Linked DNA regions of Mus musculus: region 2 is linked to region 1. The links are chromatin contacts, called in public promoter capture Hi-C maps. All regions are on one chromosome and are shown on one strand. Each heading gives the region's core, a stretch centred on a gene start, on an enhancer-like site or on the middle of the called end of the contact. The rest is flanking DNA. Distances are from core to core; before and after follow the strand shown.

The links. Promoter capture Hi-C pulls out the DNA fragments that hold promoters and counts their contacts.
Region 2: a promoter capture Hi-C map of hippocampal neurons shows a contact between it and region 1, with 3 times the contacts expected there. The contact joins the promoter of Rgl2 here to the promoter of Abcf1 in region 1. A contact is called at or near these places in 2 of 39 promoter capture datasets (hippocampal neurons and liver) and 1 of 115 datasets of contacts at active chromatin or transcription factors (embryonic forebrain).

Annotation. Positions count from the first base shown.
Region 1 is chr17:35,967,305-35,971,497 of GRCm38.p6, reverse strand. It overlaps Abcf1 (ATP-binding cassette, sub-family F (GCN20), member 1), which reads left to right and starts at 1,748. Exons shown (of 23, transcript NM_013854.1): 1 at 1,748-1,852. The coding sequence starts at 1,780. It overlaps Gm32655 (a long non-coding RNA gene), which reads right to left and starts at 1,713. Exons shown (of 2, transcript XR_385568.4): 1 at 1,493-1,713.
Region 2 is chr17:33,928,102-33,932,294 of GRCm38.p6, reverse strand. It overlaps Rgl2 (ral guanine nucleotide dissociation stimulator-like 2), which reads right to left and starts at 2,401. Exons shown (of 18, transcript NM_009059.2): 1 at 2,251-2,401; 2 at 1,854-2,050; 3 at 486-569; 4 at 77-255. The coding sequence starts at 2,009. It overlaps Tapbp (TAP binding protein), which reads right to left. Exons shown (of 8, transcript NM_009318.2): 8 at 3,005-4,155. The coding sequence ends at 4,144.

The DNA of each region.
Region 1 (4,193 bases), core at 499-2,998:
TTTGGGGACCTCTTTTGCCCTCCTGGGGCACCAGGCACTTACCCAGTGCACATAAGCCAGCAAACCTTTAGAAGTAATTTTTTTAAAAAAGACTTTCAAAGATTAAGCTCCCATGTATATCGAAGTTAGAACCCCAGGGGCAGAGGCACCAGCATAAGATGGAGGAAGAGCAGTCCACTGGAGAAAAAGTCTGTGGAGAAATGGAGGGAAAGTGACCACCTATGTCAGATGTGTTAGGACATGGCTTCTGATCTGGTTATCCTGGAAAATGAATTGGGACAGAAGCATCATGAGAGCTGGGAATGTAGTTCAGTGGGTAGGACATTTGCCTAGTATGTGTGACACTGCCTTAGGTTCCATTCTTGGACCATATAAATAAACCAGGCACATTAACACAGGTGTGTAATCTCAGAGCTCAGGAGGGAGACAAGAAAATGGGAAATTGAGTATCATTGGCTACTTAGAGGACTTGAGGCAAGACTGGACTACATAAGGAAAAGAAGAGCATGACTGAAGACAGGAGCTGCCCCAGGTGTGGAAACCCTCATCCAAACCCCCATGCCTGTCAGTCATTAGCGTTAAAGCCAGCCATCTCTTGATTGTGGTTTGAAAGGTATATGCTTCCTGGGAGGCAGAGGCAGGTAGATCTCTGAATTCATGGCCAGCCTGGTCTACACAATGATTTCCAAGACAGCCAGGGCTACCCAGAGAAACCCTGTCTCAAAAAAAAGGGGGGGGGGGCTTGTTTGTCAAAACTTACAACTGCTCATTGCTTGCCATTTTATGTGCAATTACAGTAGGTCAATTAGGACAAAATTATCACACACACACAAAACTCCAGGTTCCATTGCATAATAGTTATTGGGGTGGAGTTCCTTGGTTATATCTGTACACCTGGATATTTATTGACATGTCAACCAAGGGCGAGTAAGGTTACACTTTCCTAAGCCGACTGGCTGTGGTGTCTTTAAATACAGTTTACAGTACGTAGGATTAGAAAAAAATAGGATTAGAAGTAGTGAAGAATGACTGAAGAGGTGTACTGTTTTAAATAAAGTGGCCAGTCAGGCATAATAGTACAGACTTGTAATCCTGGCTCTCCCAGAGGCAGAAAAGCAGGCGGAATTCTAGGAGTTCCAGGCCAACCAAGACTACATTGTGAGTTTCAGAGCAGCCTAAGACTACACAGTGAGTCCCTGGTTAAACAACAAAAAGGATTCAGAACAGGGTGTGTCGACAAACCTCAGCACTCCTACCAGGCAGTGGTGGCGCACACCTTATTAATCCCAGCACTTAGGAGGCAGGGGCAGGCGGATTTCTGAGTTAGAGGCCAGCCAGTGTTACACAGAGAACCTTGTCTGCAAAACAAAACAAAACTCAGCACTCCGGAGCCAAAGGCAAACGCCTCTCTGGGTTGGAGGTCAACCTCAGCTACACAGCGAGTTCCAGACACCAGCTAGGATGACACAATCAGATGTCTACTTCTGCCTACCTGGAAATTACCATGTCCTTCTTTGAGTGTCACCGCGTCGCAGCATCAGCTGCTTAGGCGTTGGGACGGTCATGACGCGCTGCCCACTCCAGTCAAGTAGGTGACGTCTCTGGCCACACCCCCAAAGCCGCAATGCCGCCACGCCCCTTTGCCCCACGTGTCTGCGCAGCAGACCCTCCGCGGGTCGGGGCGGAGCCTACATGGAGAGCCCGCCCACTGGCCGGCCCACATCGCCGGAAGCGGAAACGGCGCCGGGCGCCGCTGGAGGACTCTTAACTGCCGCCGCGATGCCGAAGGGTCCCAAGCAACAGCCGCCCGAGCCCGAGTGGATCGGGGACGGCGAGGGCACGAGCCCCGCGGGTGAGTGGGGAAGGAGGCAGGAGTGGCGGGGACGGCGGCGGCCTCCATGGAGCGTGGGTCCTGCGCATGTGCGCCGGGGCAGAGGCCGCGTGCCCCGGGCCGTCCTAGAGCCCAGAGAGGCGGACGGGAGACGGGAAGACCATATGTCACCGAGGGAGGGACGGCAGGACAGGAACTAGAATTGTTGACTTCTTTCCTACCGCGGTGAGGGAGCGTGCCTTGAATCGTGTGGTGCGCTCCCAACTGCACTTGCCTCCCTCCCAGAGAACAACAGCTCCTTCGTGGACTCCAAAGGCTCGGTCCCGCTGGACTGCACTAGGTGCTGTCTTTATGTCAAGGGCTAGGATCAAGGTTTACTTTAATACTCATGCGATGTGCTTTGTGCGTGGTATAAAGGTCTCTTTTTTTTAAGACGTTCTCTCAGCCAAGCCTTGGGGGAACACGCCTTTGATCCCAGCATCAGGAAGCCGAGGAAGGCGGATCTAAGTGAGTTCGAGGCCAGCCTGGTCTACAAGGCGAGTTCCCTGACAGCGAGGCCTACACAGAGAAGCCCTGCCTCGAAGAAAACAAGATCACTCTACATAGCCCTAGCTGTCCCAGAACTCACTCAGTAGACCATGCTACCCTCCAAGGCACAGAAATCTGCTTGCTTCTGCTTCCCAGGTGCTGGGATTAAAGGTGTGTGCCAGGATAGATTTAGGAACACTAGGCTCTGGCAGTGACTTTTGTAAGAAGTGTCAAAGAAATAGTAAGGAAGTGAAGACTGAAGAGTTGCTGTCAATCAAGTGCCTGGTGCAGAACTAAAGACTGGGCAGATAAAAGGGTACAGAAGGATGTCACTCTATTAATCAAAGTGCAGTTTAAGGAGTGGGTAGTGAGCTGGGCAGTGGTGGTGCACGCACGCCTTTAATCCAAGCACTTGGAAGGCAGAGGCAGGCAGATTTCTGAGTTCCAGGACAGCCAGGGCTACACAGAGACACCCTATCTCGAAAAAGAAAACAAAACAAAATAAGAGAGTGGGTAGTGGACCATTAGTAGGTAGTAGTGCTTGAGAAATACCTTTAATTAAAAGGTGTTTTGTTCTTTGAGGTGGGATTTCACTATGCAGCCTGACTAGTCTGGGACTCACTATGTAGATCAGGCTGGCCTGGAACTCATAAAGATCCATGTGAGTCTGCCAATTGAATGTTGGTGTTACAGATGTGCACCAACATTCCTAGCTGGAAAGAAAACAAACAAACAAAAAATTAGTATTTTATGTGTATGGGTGCTTTGCCTTTGTACTGCACACATTCAGTGCCTTTGAAAGTCAGAAGAGGGCGTTGGGTATCCTGGACCTGGAGTTTCAGGGAGGCTTGTTAGCTAGGCTTAGAACCCAGGTCCTCTGGAAGAGCAGCCAGTGCTCTTTTTTTTTTTTCTTCTTCTTTTTTAAAGATTTATTTATTATTATATGTAAGTACACTGTAGTTGTCTTCAGACACACCAGAAGAGGGAGTCAGATCTTGTTAGGGATGGTTGTGAGCCACCATGTGGTTGCTGGGATTTGAACTTGACCTTCAGAAGAGCAGTCGGGTGCTCTTACCCACTGAGCCATCTCACCAGCCCCCAGCCAGTGCTCTTAACTACTGAGCCATCTCTCCAACCCTGAAAATAAAAAAAAAAAGAGAGAGAGAGAGAGAGTAGTGTTGGACTGTAAGGTGGAAAACATGCAAAAATTATTTTTTTTATGTGTATGAATGTATTGCCTGCATGTATATAACTGTACCATGTGTGTGCCTTGTCGGTAGAGGGCATCTGACCCCCTGACAATGGAGTCACAAGTGGTTGTAAGCTGTCATGTGAGTGCTTGGAATCAAGCCCGGGCCCTTTGAGAGAGCAGCAAGTGATGCTCTAAAGTGATGAGCCATCTCTCCAGCCCCTGTGCTTTCTTGAGGGAGGAGCATGCCTTGGAGCAGGTGTGGATGGGAAGTCAGTAGACAACTTTGTAGCCAGTTCTCTTTCCAGCCCAGTGTGTCTTGAAGGCTGAGTTGGAGGTGTGACAAGGACACATTGTTAACTGTCTCTGGTGAGAGAAGAGACTTGACATAAAGATGTAGATAAGTGTGGTTGGAGATACAAAGTTCTAGAGAGTGCTGACTGAGTTGTTTGTTTGCTCCTTTGTTTGTTAAGTTATATGCAGACCAGATTGCTGGACCTCCTAAGTGTTCAGGTTTTGCATGTATGCAGTAAGCTGCCTAAGCGATGGGATGCAAGTCTAAACATAAAATACACTTTTGCTTCATATACACCTTATAAACACAGCTTAGAGGTTTTTTTGTTTTATTTAATACAAGGTCCAATG
Region 2 (4,193 bases), core at 1,152-3,651, 2.0 Mb after region 1:
GTGGCTTTTCCAGCCCCCGCTGGTGCTGGGGGTGCTCAAAGGGAATCCAGGAGCCTCCTAACCCTTGGCCCCTGACCTGTCAGCCACAAGCCCAAACAGGGCAGGAGTGGAGGTGAAGGCCCGGTGGGTGGCCAGCAAGGCCGGAGTGAACATCATGTCAGCCCCTGCTGTCCTGGCATCCAAGAGGTGTCTGACCAGGGCCTCCAGAGTGCCAGCGCGGAGCCGTCGGGAGGAGCGAGGTGGAGGCAAGGGAGCCTGGAGAACATGGAGGGTGTCTCACCGACGGGCCTCCTCAATCTGACTGCTAGACATCTGGGATAATCCAGATCTAGCTTATTTCTGCCCCGGTTCAGAAATGGCTTAAATCACACAACACAGAACTACCTTCACACTACCAGAACTTCTTCAACCTAATGTTCCGGAAAATAAATAAATAAATATTAAATTAAAAACCGAGAGGCAAGACCTCAAAGTCGTGATCTCACCAAGGGGTCAAGAGGCCTGTACTGGCGGCTTGTGACAGTAAAGGTCGCACCATCCTCCTCCTCGTCCCAGACTGACACAGAAGCCTGGAGGAGCAAGAAGAGGAAGTGAGTTCCACAGCACCTCCAGTCCCCAGCCATTGTCCCCAGGCCCTGTTCCTCCCTCTGCACCCCTCACCTGTGATGGCGGGGGACAATACCAGCGAGTGCGAGGGGTAGAGGGTACTGGTGACCCCAGGTCTACCCCACCCTGGGGCTCAGACAGCCCCCCCGGCCACCTCAGAGCTCGGTGGGATGGAAGAGGTTGCAGTGAGGGTTTCAACTGAATGCAGGAACCCCTCTTCTGGCCACCTCCAACCCCCCTTGTCCCACAGCTGAGCCCAACGCAGAAAAGCAGGGCGCAAAGTCAGGAGCAGAGCGCGCCCGAAGAGGCACAAAGCCAAAGGAAGAGAGACCTGAAGCAGAGAGAAGCTGAAACTTCACAAGGCCCGCCCTCCCTGACAGAACCAGAGGAGCCCAAATTTAGTCCTTCCGCAGAGACTCCTTTTCCCCAGGTCCCCAATACAGCTTCCACTTAATCTCAGCACTGGGGACCCCCTGAAGGTGGCGGCTCCAATCCCAGTTACAAGAAGGGGAAGTAAGGATGATGGGGGGGGGGGGCGGTAGACTCAGAGTCATGTGGCCCTAGCCCCTCCCCCGACCGATCCCGAAAAACCAGCCTTGCTAGTCACCCTAACTTTACCAATGTCGGGGCCCAGGAGTCTGGATCCTCGGGCTCCGAATCTAACTTCTGGACCCTCCTGAATCCCTAAATCTTGCTGCGGACTACATCCTATCAGTCTCTTTGGACGAAGATGACCACGCTCTACCTATCCCGGGATCATCTCTCCAGGTGCCGGAACCTCTTGGCTTGCTGCCCTCTATTGAGCACCAGGGGGTGGGGGAAGAGGCGGCGAAATCTGAGGGTTCCCTCCCCAATCCTAGAGTCTGAGGAGCTGGTTACTGTGGAAACAAACCCCTCCCAGCCAAACAAAAAACGAGGAGGGAGACAGGGACCAAGATACAACTGCCCAGTGGCACCCGTCTAAGCAGGTATGGGCAAAGAGGGCCTGAGCCCCGCAGGCACAGTCAGCCCGTCTGCCAGCCAGCCATTCTGGTTCCGGCAGGTTCCTACGGGCAGGTTCCGAGCAGACAGACAGGGCGAACTTCATAGACACCAGGACCCGCAGCCAGGGGACAGATATCCAGAGAGAGTGTGGCGGGCGGGATGCGAGTGAGGCGGGGAGGAAGAGACCGAGGGACCCAGAGACACCGAAAGGAGGAGAGTCTCAGAAATATTTAATGCCCTGCCTCCCGCCACCCGCGTCTCACCTCTTCTTCTTCCTCATCCTCTTCCTCCTGCCCCCCGCCCACGGCCCGGCCACCTGGGTCCCCACCCTCTTCGGGGTCCCGGCTCCGGAAGCTGCTCAGCACGACTCCCCCGGGGGGGGTCGTGTCCAAAAGCAGCCGCAGGGGCCGCGGGAGCATGGCCGAGAGAAGCAATCAGCGGGGTCGGGCCATGGGGGCGCCTGGGGAGAGACGGGTGGGATTGGGTGGAGTCAGACGGGCGTGGGGGAGACGGACAAGAAGGGACCTAGGTGGGAGTCCCTGAGGAAGGCTGGGGGAGGGAGATACGGGAGTGGGGAAACCCAAGCCCTCGGTGCTTGCTTGGGACTTGGGGGCTAACTAGTGCGGAATGGGCAGGGTCACCCGGTGCTCCGGCTCTGACCTGCTCGGGAAGGGCGAGGGCTGCGCGCGGGTCCCGGGCCTCTGTTCTTGTCGGTCTCTGGCCCTCTACCGAGTCCCCTCCCCGGCTTTTCCGCGATGCCCCCCTCCTGCACCCCGCCGGGCTCCCGGGCCCTCCCGCCCTTTCCGCTTCCCCCCTCCCCGCGTCCGCCCGACAGCAGGAGCCAAAAAGGGAAGGAAGTGAGGACAGGAGCCAGGGAGAGCGACTAGGGGAGTGCTGGACGCCAGGGGCTGGGACGCAGGCTGCAGGTGCACTACTCCGCTGTCCCTTGCAGCCCCACTCGGTGGCTCTGAAGCCCGCGTCTCGCAGCAGACACGCTGGAGACCAGGGTCCTGTCTCAAGCCTCCACAGGAAGGCAAACACGGAATTTTAAGTCACTTTTTCTAACCAGAGCGGCGCTGCAACTGCCGAGGAAAGTGCCCTAGCAGTGGCGCGACCCCGTTACTGCAGCTCGAGAATGACACTGCCGCCCCGGCACGAGTGCAACGGAGCGAATCCGCGCCGGGTTTTCTGTGCCGCCCTTATGCCCGCCCACTCGCGGGGAGGGGGCGGAAGCCGGCTAGTGCGGCGCTTCCGGTTCCACTCGGGTCCGTCGCTCCGGGCGTCCGGCTCTCACCGTGCGCCCGAGCGCGCGCGGTTCCCACGGTGGCTATGTCGTCTCCCGGGTGCGAGACGAGGACCGGGAGGTGACCGAGGTTGGCTGTGCTTGGAAACGGGAGAATGAGAGGCCCGCATGGAAACTCGGAAAGACTTTATTAGCTCACGAGGACCGGCGAACAGGAGAGGACGAACCACACGGGGACATTCGTAAAGGGCCGAGACCCACCAGGCCCGGAGATGGTAAAGGTGGACCAGGCAAAAGAAAAGCTGTGGTAGGAATGGAGAGCTGGAGAGGTAGGCTTTAGTCCGCGAGGGAGACACATGGACCTTTCCGTCTCTAGACTACTGCTGTGGGCTGTCCCTGAGGTCTCTAGAATCTTAAGATGCTATGAAGACCTTTCGTCCTAATCCCCTGGCCAGTGGTTCTCAACCTTCTTAACATTAACGCAGTTCAAGTTGTAAAATTATTTTCTTTGCTACTTCGTAACTGCCTTTACTACTGTTGTGAATCCTAATGTCTGGTATTTCCGATGGACTTAAAGGGGGTTGTGAGCCACAGGTTATGAACCCGCCTCTCTGGCGCATACACTGGTTCTTCTCAACCCTGGGACTCTACGCATGTGTGTTCTTATATTTAGTTCTCTCAACAAAGCCCCGCCAAGTAACCCCGACTGACCTGAAACTCCCTATTTGTAGATCAGGCTGGCATGGAAATGTCAGAGATCCACTGCCTCTGCCTCCCGACTGTGGGCATCAAATGAGTGTGGCGCTAAGTCTCGCTTTTTTCTCATCTTAAAAGTTTAGTTCGAGTCCAGCGGTGGTGGCGCACGCCTTTAATCCCAGCACCTGGGAGGCAGAGGCAGGCGGATTTCTGAGTTCGAGGCCAGCCTGGTCTACAGAGTGAGTTCCAGGACAGCCGGGACTATACAGAGAAATCCTGTCTCCAAAAACCAAAAAAAAAAAAGACCTCTAGGCATGGTGTCCAGTGCCGTTTGTCACTCCGAGGCAGAGGGACAGGTGGATCTCTGGGACTTCGAGGCCAGCCTGGTTGGCTTGGTGAGGGTTCAGGACAGCCAGCCAAGGCTACATAGAGAGACCTTGTCTAAAAACAAGAACAAAACAAGAAAGATTGAAACAAACAAAAAAACCTTAAAAAAAAAAATCCGAGCTATTCAATGGAGGGAGAAGAAGAGAAGAAGGCTGTTGTTCTGGGGCAGGGGCTACTGGAGTCATCTGGGCCAGAGATGAGGGTGGCTTCCACAGACGAGAACTTCTTTACTGTGACTTCTGCAAGAGAAGAAAGAAGTGGGGAATTGGAAGTGTTG